Linked DNA regions of Sus scrofa: region 2 is linked to region 1. Evidence: chromatin contacts called from public HiChIP or PLAC-seq data. All regions are on one chromosome and are shown on one strand. The core of a region is the stretch at or near the end of the contact, and the rest is flanking DNA. Distances in the headings are between cores, read along the strand shown. Region 1 holds the start of LNPEP (leucyl and cystinyl aminopeptidase). Region 2 overlaps LNPEP (leucyl and cystinyl aminopeptidase).

Evidence for each region. HiChIP or PLAC-seq counts read pairs in DNA pulled down with a chosen protein or histone mark.
Region 2: a contact with region 1 is called in an H3K27ac HiChIP or PLAC-seq map of alveolar macrophages. The contact joins the enhancer-like site here to the promoter of LNPEP in region 1. A contact is called at or near these places in 5 of 47 Hi-C or Micro-C datasets (blood, embryonic fibroblasts, retroperitoneal adipose tissue and 2 more) and 1 of 2 datasets of contacts at active chromatin or transcription factors (alveolar macrophages).

Annotation. Positions count from the first base shown.
Region 1 is chr2:103,565,876-103,570,267 of Sscrofa11.1, forward strand. It overlaps LNPEP (leucyl and cystinyl aminopeptidase), which reads left to right and starts at 2,491. Exons shown (of 18, transcript NM_001105291.1): 1 at 2,491-3,106. The coding sequence starts at 3,088.
Region 2 is chr2:103,618,295-103,622,686 of Sscrofa11.1, forward strand. All of the region lies in intron 4 of LNPEP (leucyl and cystinyl aminopeptidase), which reads left to right. Among named protein-coding and RNA genes, the nearest start is that of LNPEP, 52 kb to the left of the region's middle. Within about 2 kb of position 2,282, at least 7 of the 83 cell types and tissues checked have an H3K27ac peak or open chromatin away from gene starts, as enhancers often do. A contact at or near this core is called in alveolar macrophages and retroperitoneal adipose tissue, where this site is marked.

The DNA of each region.
Region 1 (4,392 bases), core at 1,241-3,740:
GAATAGTAAATAATGTCACACTATCTTCTCTGAGAGTGAATAGTCGCTTCATAATAATTTAAGTTTATGCCCTTAACTAAAGAGGAAGTTCTGTGTGGAAGGATGGGAGGAGGTTAAAGACTGAAACAGTGTGTTTCAGTAGTGAATCTGCGCAACTGTGGTCTCTCAAAAAGGCTTTATGAGGACAAATAAAAAATGGTATCCAAAAAAACGAAAACCCAGAATAAAACAAAACAAAATTTATTTTTATTCTTTTGAAGGTAGTTAGGATTCTGAAACATTCTGATTTTGTTTACTTTTTTTTTTTTTTTTTTTTACATTCAATACAAACCCACAAGCCTTTAAATGGTCCTTTGCATATTTGCGTGACTGTGTAGAAATGGGAGGGGTGAGAGGCAAGAGGTTGGCAAAGAGAGGATAGTTATTTGTCTCTACGTCAAAGAAATCTAAAAAGACATAATGATCCTCCTGTATTTGCTAGTGCAATGGTGAAACATTTTTACTAGTCTCTGCAAAATTGAAGTATTTAAGATCGAACACAAATAACCTGTTTCACACTTAAAAGCATGATAGACTAGCTTACAGGTGAGGTGAAAAGAGGGAATTTAACAAGCTGTGGAGTTTTAAATATCTCTGATACTAAGTGCTTTGACTAGGAAAATAACTCCAAAGGGAAAAGACATGACCTAAAATATAGGTAAGAGCCTCCTATCTAGGCAATGCAATGTGTGGGATCCTTTTGACAAAATCCAGCATTGCCTATATTATATCATATCTGACCACTTATGTACCAACCCCTGTGGTTCACTTCCTATTTTTGGTTCTGTTGGGGGTGGGAGGTTTGAGGAGGTAGCCTAAGGGCTCTGATTATCTTTAACACAATGGGAAAAGAACAGCTTGGAGGTATCATATGATACAGACACCTTCTCTGCACTGATCACAAAGGCACCACTCAATATAGAAATGTTCTCTGGAAGGCGGTTTTAAACATTGCAAGTGAACTAGAACTCTAAATACCACTGCATCCATTCACAAATTATTTATTGCGTATCTATCTAGGGATTAGGATACAGCCCTTTATAAAGGTAATGACCCTGCCTTGCATTCTTGAGAGGAAGATTCATAGTAATGTAAGAACAAACAAAACGTTGAGAGCCTTAAGTGCTGTGACTACAATAAAGCAGAACCCAGTCTTTATAGAATAGACCATGTTTGCACCTATTTTCCATTGTGTGGCCAGGAAAGAGCTCTTCTCAGAGAAGCCCTTTGAGATGAGACTTAAAATACAAGAAGGAACCAGCAGTCGAAGTACCATGCAGAAGGAACAGTTCTTCCATGAGGACCATGCAGTTGGAATGGTTTAATGTAAATTGGCGACTTTAAGGAACAGCCAGAAAGCCTCTGTGGACAAAGCATAGTAAGCACGTGTAGGAGATAAAGTCCTAGAGTTAGGGAAAGAGTTTCGCTTTTATCCTAAGTGTGATTGGTAGCCACTGGAGATTTTAAAGCGCAAGTGGGTGATTTAATTCAACAGACATTTAAGAATACAATATTGCAAAATACAATATTTTACTTGGATTTTACTTCTTTGAAACCTAATTTCAATTTCCCACGCAGGTCAAACAACAAACAGTACTGCCAGCCCTGTTTGCCCAGGCTGTTTGCGCTTGCCACGGGCTTGTTTGCACCGGACGCCCTGCTGTTGACAGCCTCAGAGAAGCGTGTGACAGTTGGCAGGCGCAGTGAGGCACAGCGGGAGCCAAGTTGCTGCTGAGGCCAAGGCTGCGTTTGGGGAGGACAGAAGAGCGATGAGGGGCAGGAGGCGATGCAGCGCGCCCCGAACTCCGCAGCATAGCGGCGATCCGCACAGAGAGCAAGGGATGATGAAGTGAGGCCTGGAAGAGCATCACCCGGGCTCCCCAGGCCCCTGGTTATTTCATTTCAATGGTTCGCCGGGTCGCCCGGCTTTGACACTGGAAACTATGGGGGCTGGAGACTGGAGTTGAGGGCTCCAGTGCTGGAGGGCGGGGGCGACAAAGAGAGTTTCGCTTTCTCCGGCCTAGCTCTGCTGGCCTGGCCACCTGCAGCAGCGGCTGCACCCCGGGGAGCCGCAGGTGTTGATTTAAGGCTGGCGGGGCAGGCCTTCAGCCCACATCCTGCGGCTCCCGCGGCCCCGGTCTGATCCAGTGCCAGGTTTTGTGATCCGCCTGCCTGTAGATGCCGCGCCCCGATCCGCTAGCCGCCCAGACTCCTTGGGGGTCTTCCCCCACTTCAGTCAGGCCACCGAGAGCATGGGACCTCTGTGATGTGAGCCAGCAGCCCTGCCAAGACGACCCACAGTGCCTGCTCCCTCAAGCCTTAGCAGAGTGAGCTCCCCGGGGCCACACTCCCCAGGGAAACCGAAGCTTCGCAGTCCGGGAGCGACCTTCGTCCATAGATCCTGCTTTGCCTTCAGATCTTGGCTACAGTGGCACCTTCCAGGCCTCTCCTCAACAAGCATCCGAATTAGCGACCCACTCAATCTCCGTCACATCACCTAGATTTAATGCTGAGCTGGGCATTTATATCAATCTCGTGTGTCTTGTGTTTGTTTATTATCTGTCTCTGGAATGTCTCCTCGACGGAGGCAATGACTGTGTTTTACCAGCGCGGAGCTGGGTTCCCGGCTCCTAAGGCCGGGCCGGGCCTGGCCGGGACGTTATAGGCTATCACATTTGCTTAATGACTGACCGCTGTTCTGGGCACTGAAACAGACCGAGTTGCTGGCCTTTTCTGTCAGGGGCGGGGCTTGTTCCGGTCACGCCCCCCCCGGCCCGCCCCCAGATCTAACCCTCTCCCTCCTCTTCACTCCCTGGAATCCGCTGGGGCCTGTGCAGTGCTTTTTCCTCTAGTTTCCCTCGCTCTCTGCAGCTGTCGCTAAAACACGGAGCTGTGGATTTTCGAGCGAGCGGAGCGGCGCCGCTGTTCGCGGCACCTCCCCGACAGACCTCGGCGCTGCGCTGGGCATGCTCAGTTGGTAGGGCCGCTTCAGCGTTCGGAGTAGGAAGCTTGGACGCTCCTGCTGTAAGGAGCTGCGGCCGGGGGAAGATGGAGCCCTTCACCAATGGTGAGTGGGCGGCCGGAGGACCCGGGGTCAGACGCTCTCTGGGGCAAGAGGGTCGTGGGCAGTGTGACACGCGAGGTCGAGCTGCAGTCGCACCGACCGCGGGTTTCCCGTGAGGGCTTAGGGGCAGTGGAGAGGGACGGGGAAAGCAGTTCGAGGCTCGGGGGAGGGGGCGGGAGGCGGCCGGTGTCGCGGAGTTGGGGAGTGGTGTGAAGGTCAGTGCCATCGCTTGCCCAGGGTGGGGGCGTCGTCGGTGTGGCCCGACCGTACGCTCTGCTGCGCGCCCAGGTGGGCGAACAGCAAAGTTTAGGCTGTTTTGCGCAGATCAGGGGGCAACGGGAAAGTTGGCAGCTGCGTTTGCCCGGGAGAAGGGGGTGTTGGCCACAGCTTTTGGGCAGGAAGAGTTAAGCCGCGGCCCTTACCAAAGACAACTTCGGTGGTGCGGCGGGAGCTATCCCCCTGTCCTTCAGCGAGTTGCCGGCGTGACTTTTCCTAATAGGACGGGGTGGGGGTGGGGGCTTAGCAGGTTAATTTAGTGGAAGGAGGAGAAACTTGCAGAAAGGCTTGATCACCCCTGCTGTGTTCCCAGGAGGTTCCTCCCCGCATTGCCACCCTCCAGTCTGATGCGGAGGCACTACGCAGAGCGTTCAAGCTTCCTTTCCCTGGCTTCCGATAACCAGTTTTTCAGTTGAAGACTCATTAAATATCAAGGGTCCGTCACAATGATATCACAATGTGACTTGAGGCCAGAGTCAAAGCAGGAGCCTGCAGGATGCCCTGCAAACAGCCACAGCCCTTTACTGAAAGGAGGGAATAAATCCCACCCTGCTTAAAACGATGGCTTCTGTTTGGACCAGAAGTGCGGGAGTCACAATGTAGAAGTGAGATGTCTTACAGTTTTGCAGCTTTCAGTATTTGGAATCCCTTTGGGGACAGAAAGTAGTGAAACAGCCAGTAAGGGAGGACTCACACCAATATTAGAAGATTCACTTTCTAGTTGACCTTTCACTTTCCTGCGGGTGGTTGATTACTTAATGGTAGATGGTTTGTCGCATTAATGGATGGCAAAGTGAACCCCTGTTTGAGTGGGTCAGTTGCCATCCATGAGTCAGAGACGTGCACTTTGTATCAGACCCTATCCAGACTTTGCTGTTTGCTGTGTTTCATTCATGGGCCTGGGAACCACTCATTATATTCTCCCTGTCCATAATTCAGAATGCTTTATTCTACTGCCATCTTCCTGTCTGTACTATTTAATTAGGCTTAATGATGATAACATTAATTCTGAA
Region 2 (4,392 bases), core at 1,032-3,531, 52 kb after region 1:
TTAGCTTGCCCTCTCAAGGATTAATTTTTTTTAATTCCTGTAAAATGTTCAGTACCTGGCAAATGTAACACACACAAAGAAAGTGCCTTCTCTTTATTCCCTATGCATATATATATTGTAAACTCCTATGTATATTTGTAGATATAAATAATCTTTATCATTTTAATGCTACCTATTAGTAAATGTGTTTTAAAAAAATTGATGTTATACAGATAAACATTTTTTTATGAATTTTCTCTTTTCATTAGGGAATGTGGAAGAATCTAGCATGTTTGAAATTATACTCTGTGTTAGCAGATGTCTTAAACTCTTACTTACAAACATCTTTTTATTTTATAAACTAAATGAGGGGGAGGCATTTGCCTAATATTGCTGATAAAGAAACAGTGTCTCAGAGAGGTTAAGTAATTGACCCAAGATTACTTAGCTAGTAAATGGTAGTCAGAATCATACTACCACAATATACTGCTTCTTATGCCAAGTGACATAATTTCAGTAGGTATGGAGATCAGAAATTCAGGCTTAGAGTCTAAAAAGGCTTTTTGGTACACTGAAATGTTGTAATCTCTAGGATGGATTCTATTTTGTAATATTTGACACTAGGCCTATTTCACAAGCTTCAAAAATCAGGTAGTAGGGCTTCACTTACTCATGTCAGTCTTAGCAAACAACTGAAAATGTCAAAGTTGACTGCAGCTTATTAAATGTCTCCTGTTCATTGATAAAGACTACTATATTGTCAAAGACCTAAAAAAAAGAGGAGCATTTGTTTTATCATTTCTGTCCACTTTTCAGTGTTCCTTTAAATGCCATACATTTAGGAATGCCATAATTACTTAGAAAATCCTAGGCCAGTTTTAAAATACACTGCTTTATCAGTTTGTCTTGAGGTTTTTGCTTTGTTTTTGCCACTGCCTGGTTTTGTTTTTACCATAACAGGTCTAATTTGTAGACTCTCAATCCATTGGTGGTTAGTCAGATATGGCTACCACATCTATTTAACATTCAAACAGAACCTTCAATAGTATTATCCATGTGAAATCATTATTTTATTTTAGTCATATTAAGTCAGGAACATGGACTTAATTCCAAATTTGCATTAACAGCATTTCTACCTCAAGTATACTTCCACCAGCTAGGGACATTATACATCATTTATATCATTCTCCTCAAGTCTCAAGTCCCAGCTAATTGTTCTGGATAAACTTCATTCTGGTGTTTGTCTTTTTTTTTTAAAAGAATTTGTGCTTTTTTGTGTGTGTTCACCTGTCTGTTGAGGAAGGCTGGTGTATTTCAGGAAAATTAGTGTTGGAAGATTGCAGTATTTTCTTTGTAAATCTTACAGGCCTTATTATTGTTCTTTGAGGGGGGGGATGAAGTTTGGTTCTGATTTTGCTTTTATCTAATTCTTACTTTTTATTAAATTAAGGAACAGAGTAAGTTAAACCTAACAAATCTGCTATTCCCCAGTCTTAACTTTTCTCTGAAACTTCACCAGGAGATCTTACACACATTTTATGTATCTTTTAGAAATCTCTTAGATCTAAGTAAGAGATCTAGCAGGAAAAGTTTTAAGTTGTAGGTCTTAAGGCCTGAGGGCCAGTTGACTGGCATCCATCAGTGTTTGAAGTGCTCTTACCAGAGTGCTGCACAAAACATCCTTGTGGAGCTAGTTTGCTCTCTTTATTTCTTACTGCTTCTGTTGCTCTTAAAACAAGCATCATAATAATTATATTAATAATTATAGTGACCAGTGATTTATTTCTAGTGAGAATTCATAACATGTTTTTTTTATTAAACAAAAAGAGAATAGAAAATACCAAACTACCTTTCTGCCTAATCATTGTATTCCAGGAGTGGGACTAAGTGGATCCTTTGGTCAGCTTTCTGCTTCATGTGACTTTCTTTTTTTTCCCTTTACTTTTCCTCTAAGGAAAGGTGCTTTCACACACAAGTGATGGGAGTGGCTCAGTGGTGTATGTAGCAGGAGGATGGTTGAGGAGGAATCTGGGATATATGGGTGGTGTTTCTATTGGGATAGCATCTTCTGGGTGATTGCCTTGACTGGAACATAAGTCTGGAAAAAGATAGGCAGAGAGAATGAAGACTTGTCTCAAAGTCTAAGTGGTCTTGATGCAGTTATGTATCATGGTGGTTAGAGATTTAGGAGGAGCATGTCAGGCTTTTGTTTTGTTCTGTTTTGTTCTGTGCTGACACTGGCCTGGGAGGGGGGATGAAACAGGAAGTGTGTACGTCTGCAGGAAAAGCCTGTAGTTGCTCTGGCAGGTGCTCACCGAATTAGTAAGCTATGGTTACAGCCCTGTACCAAGGGCTGCAGGTGTTTGAGTGCTGGGCTGGTGAAGTACCCTTGGCCACATGACGTGAGAGGTGAGGTTGCTTCCATAGTTACTTTAGAAAGCGCCATTTTTTCAAATGGCTAACTTCCGTCCTAACACTTGATTCTTCTTCCTGTAACTGCTGCCTCAGATGCCCCACTCACACATATTTTACCTCATTTCTAATGGGACTCTATTTGTAATAATGATAATAACTGCCCTTTGTTGAACACCTGTTTTGTGGCAGGCACTAAAATAAGCCCTATGTGTATCAGCTCATTTAATTCTCACAGCAACCTTATTAGGGTAAGAGCGACCTTTATCACCATTTTTTAGATGAGGAGATGGAGGTTAAATACCTGCTCAAGGTCATACAACTAGCAGTGATTTAAACCTGGCAGTGTAACTACAGAGCTCATACATTTAATTTGGTCATTTGTTTACTTAAAACATTTTCTTAAAGCTTTTTTTTTTTACATTTAATTTTTATGCCATGTTAGTTCTGTATTTCTGGGATTAATGCATGTGTTATGTAGACTAAGCCCCACATAAAGACAATTATGGCTGAAATCTATTTAACCTCTTAGAAAGTGCTGACAGTTTTTCAGTGTTTTAATGAGAGACTAAAATTAATTTGGGTTTAGAGTTTACCAATGTATTTTTTTCCAGATGATGAATTATTCAGTAGGTCTCCATTTCCCACCTGTTGAGATCTTTATTTTGAGGCTTTTATCTTCTGCTGGGTTTTGTCCATATCCTACTTTCCCAAGTTGGGTACGGAAGACTTTTTTTTTTTTTTAATTCAGTCAATTGAAAAACAATGAATATTGCTCTTTAAAACCTACTGCTTTTAATATAATTGCTTAAACTTTGCCTTTCATTTTGCTCTCTGCATGTGGTTTTATATTTATAGTTTTCATATAGCCTATTTTCTTTCATTCTTTTTTTTTTTTTTTTTTTGGTCTTTTTAGGGCTGAACCCATGGCATATGGAGGTTCCCAGGCCAGGGGTCCAATCGGAGCTGAAGCTGCCAGCTTATGCCACCATAGCCACAGCAATGCTGGATCTGAGCAGCATCTGCGACCCACACCACAGCTCACAGAAATGCCGAATCCTTAACCCACAGAGCAAGGCCAGAGATCAAACCCATGTCCTCATGGATGCTAGTCGGGTTCGCTAACCACTGAGCCACAACGGGAACTCCTCATTCTTTTTTAAAAATTTTTATTAGAGTATAGTTGACTTGCAGCTCATTGGGTCAGTTTTGCTGCACAGCACAGTGACCTCGTCCTACATACATATATATTTTGCTTGTTGATACTTTACTGATAAGACATACATGGTTAGTCATATCACATGTGTTTAACTTAATACTTAATCAGAAAAGGAGAGAAAGAATACCAGTTTAAATAACATGGGTAAGTGCTTCTTCTCTGGAGCACGTGACCTTGAGTGAATAGGCATTGGGGGCATGAATCCTGTTATCCCCTTAGTTGGTATTGGTGACTGTGTGCCACTCAGTCAACATTTCACTCTGAGAGGTGTGATTACTTTTGATACAACATGGTCCATAAAAACAAGCCAGTGACTCAAAGGAAGGAAGCTGTTTCAAGGCTGGATAAAAACTGGCTGAACCATACTTACTGAAAGAGAACGTGTTGGTCTCTGATAGGTTTTCCCAGGGTAATGTCAGCAAATGTGCCATTTCTGTCTTAGGTGTTTATGTTTGAACTAAACCCCTTCTAAGCTGTGACTCCTCTGTATTGAATGCCTGCTCAATGCCAGGCACCGAGATAGGTGCTAAAAAGATGAAAACTTAGTTTTCTCCTTCAAATAATTCACAATTCGATAGCTCATAGGCAAGGAACAGTGACTGCGGTAACAGAGAGGAAGAGAAGAATATCATAAAATTAAACAGGCAGATTTTTATAAGTTTATATTGATTCAAAATAGTTTATTTTGGAGATTATGTTAACCTTTTAAAAAAAGGAATCAGTGTTTTGAACATTGTTGTATGTGTGGAGTGACTTGCTAAATCTTACAGGGGCTAAAAGAA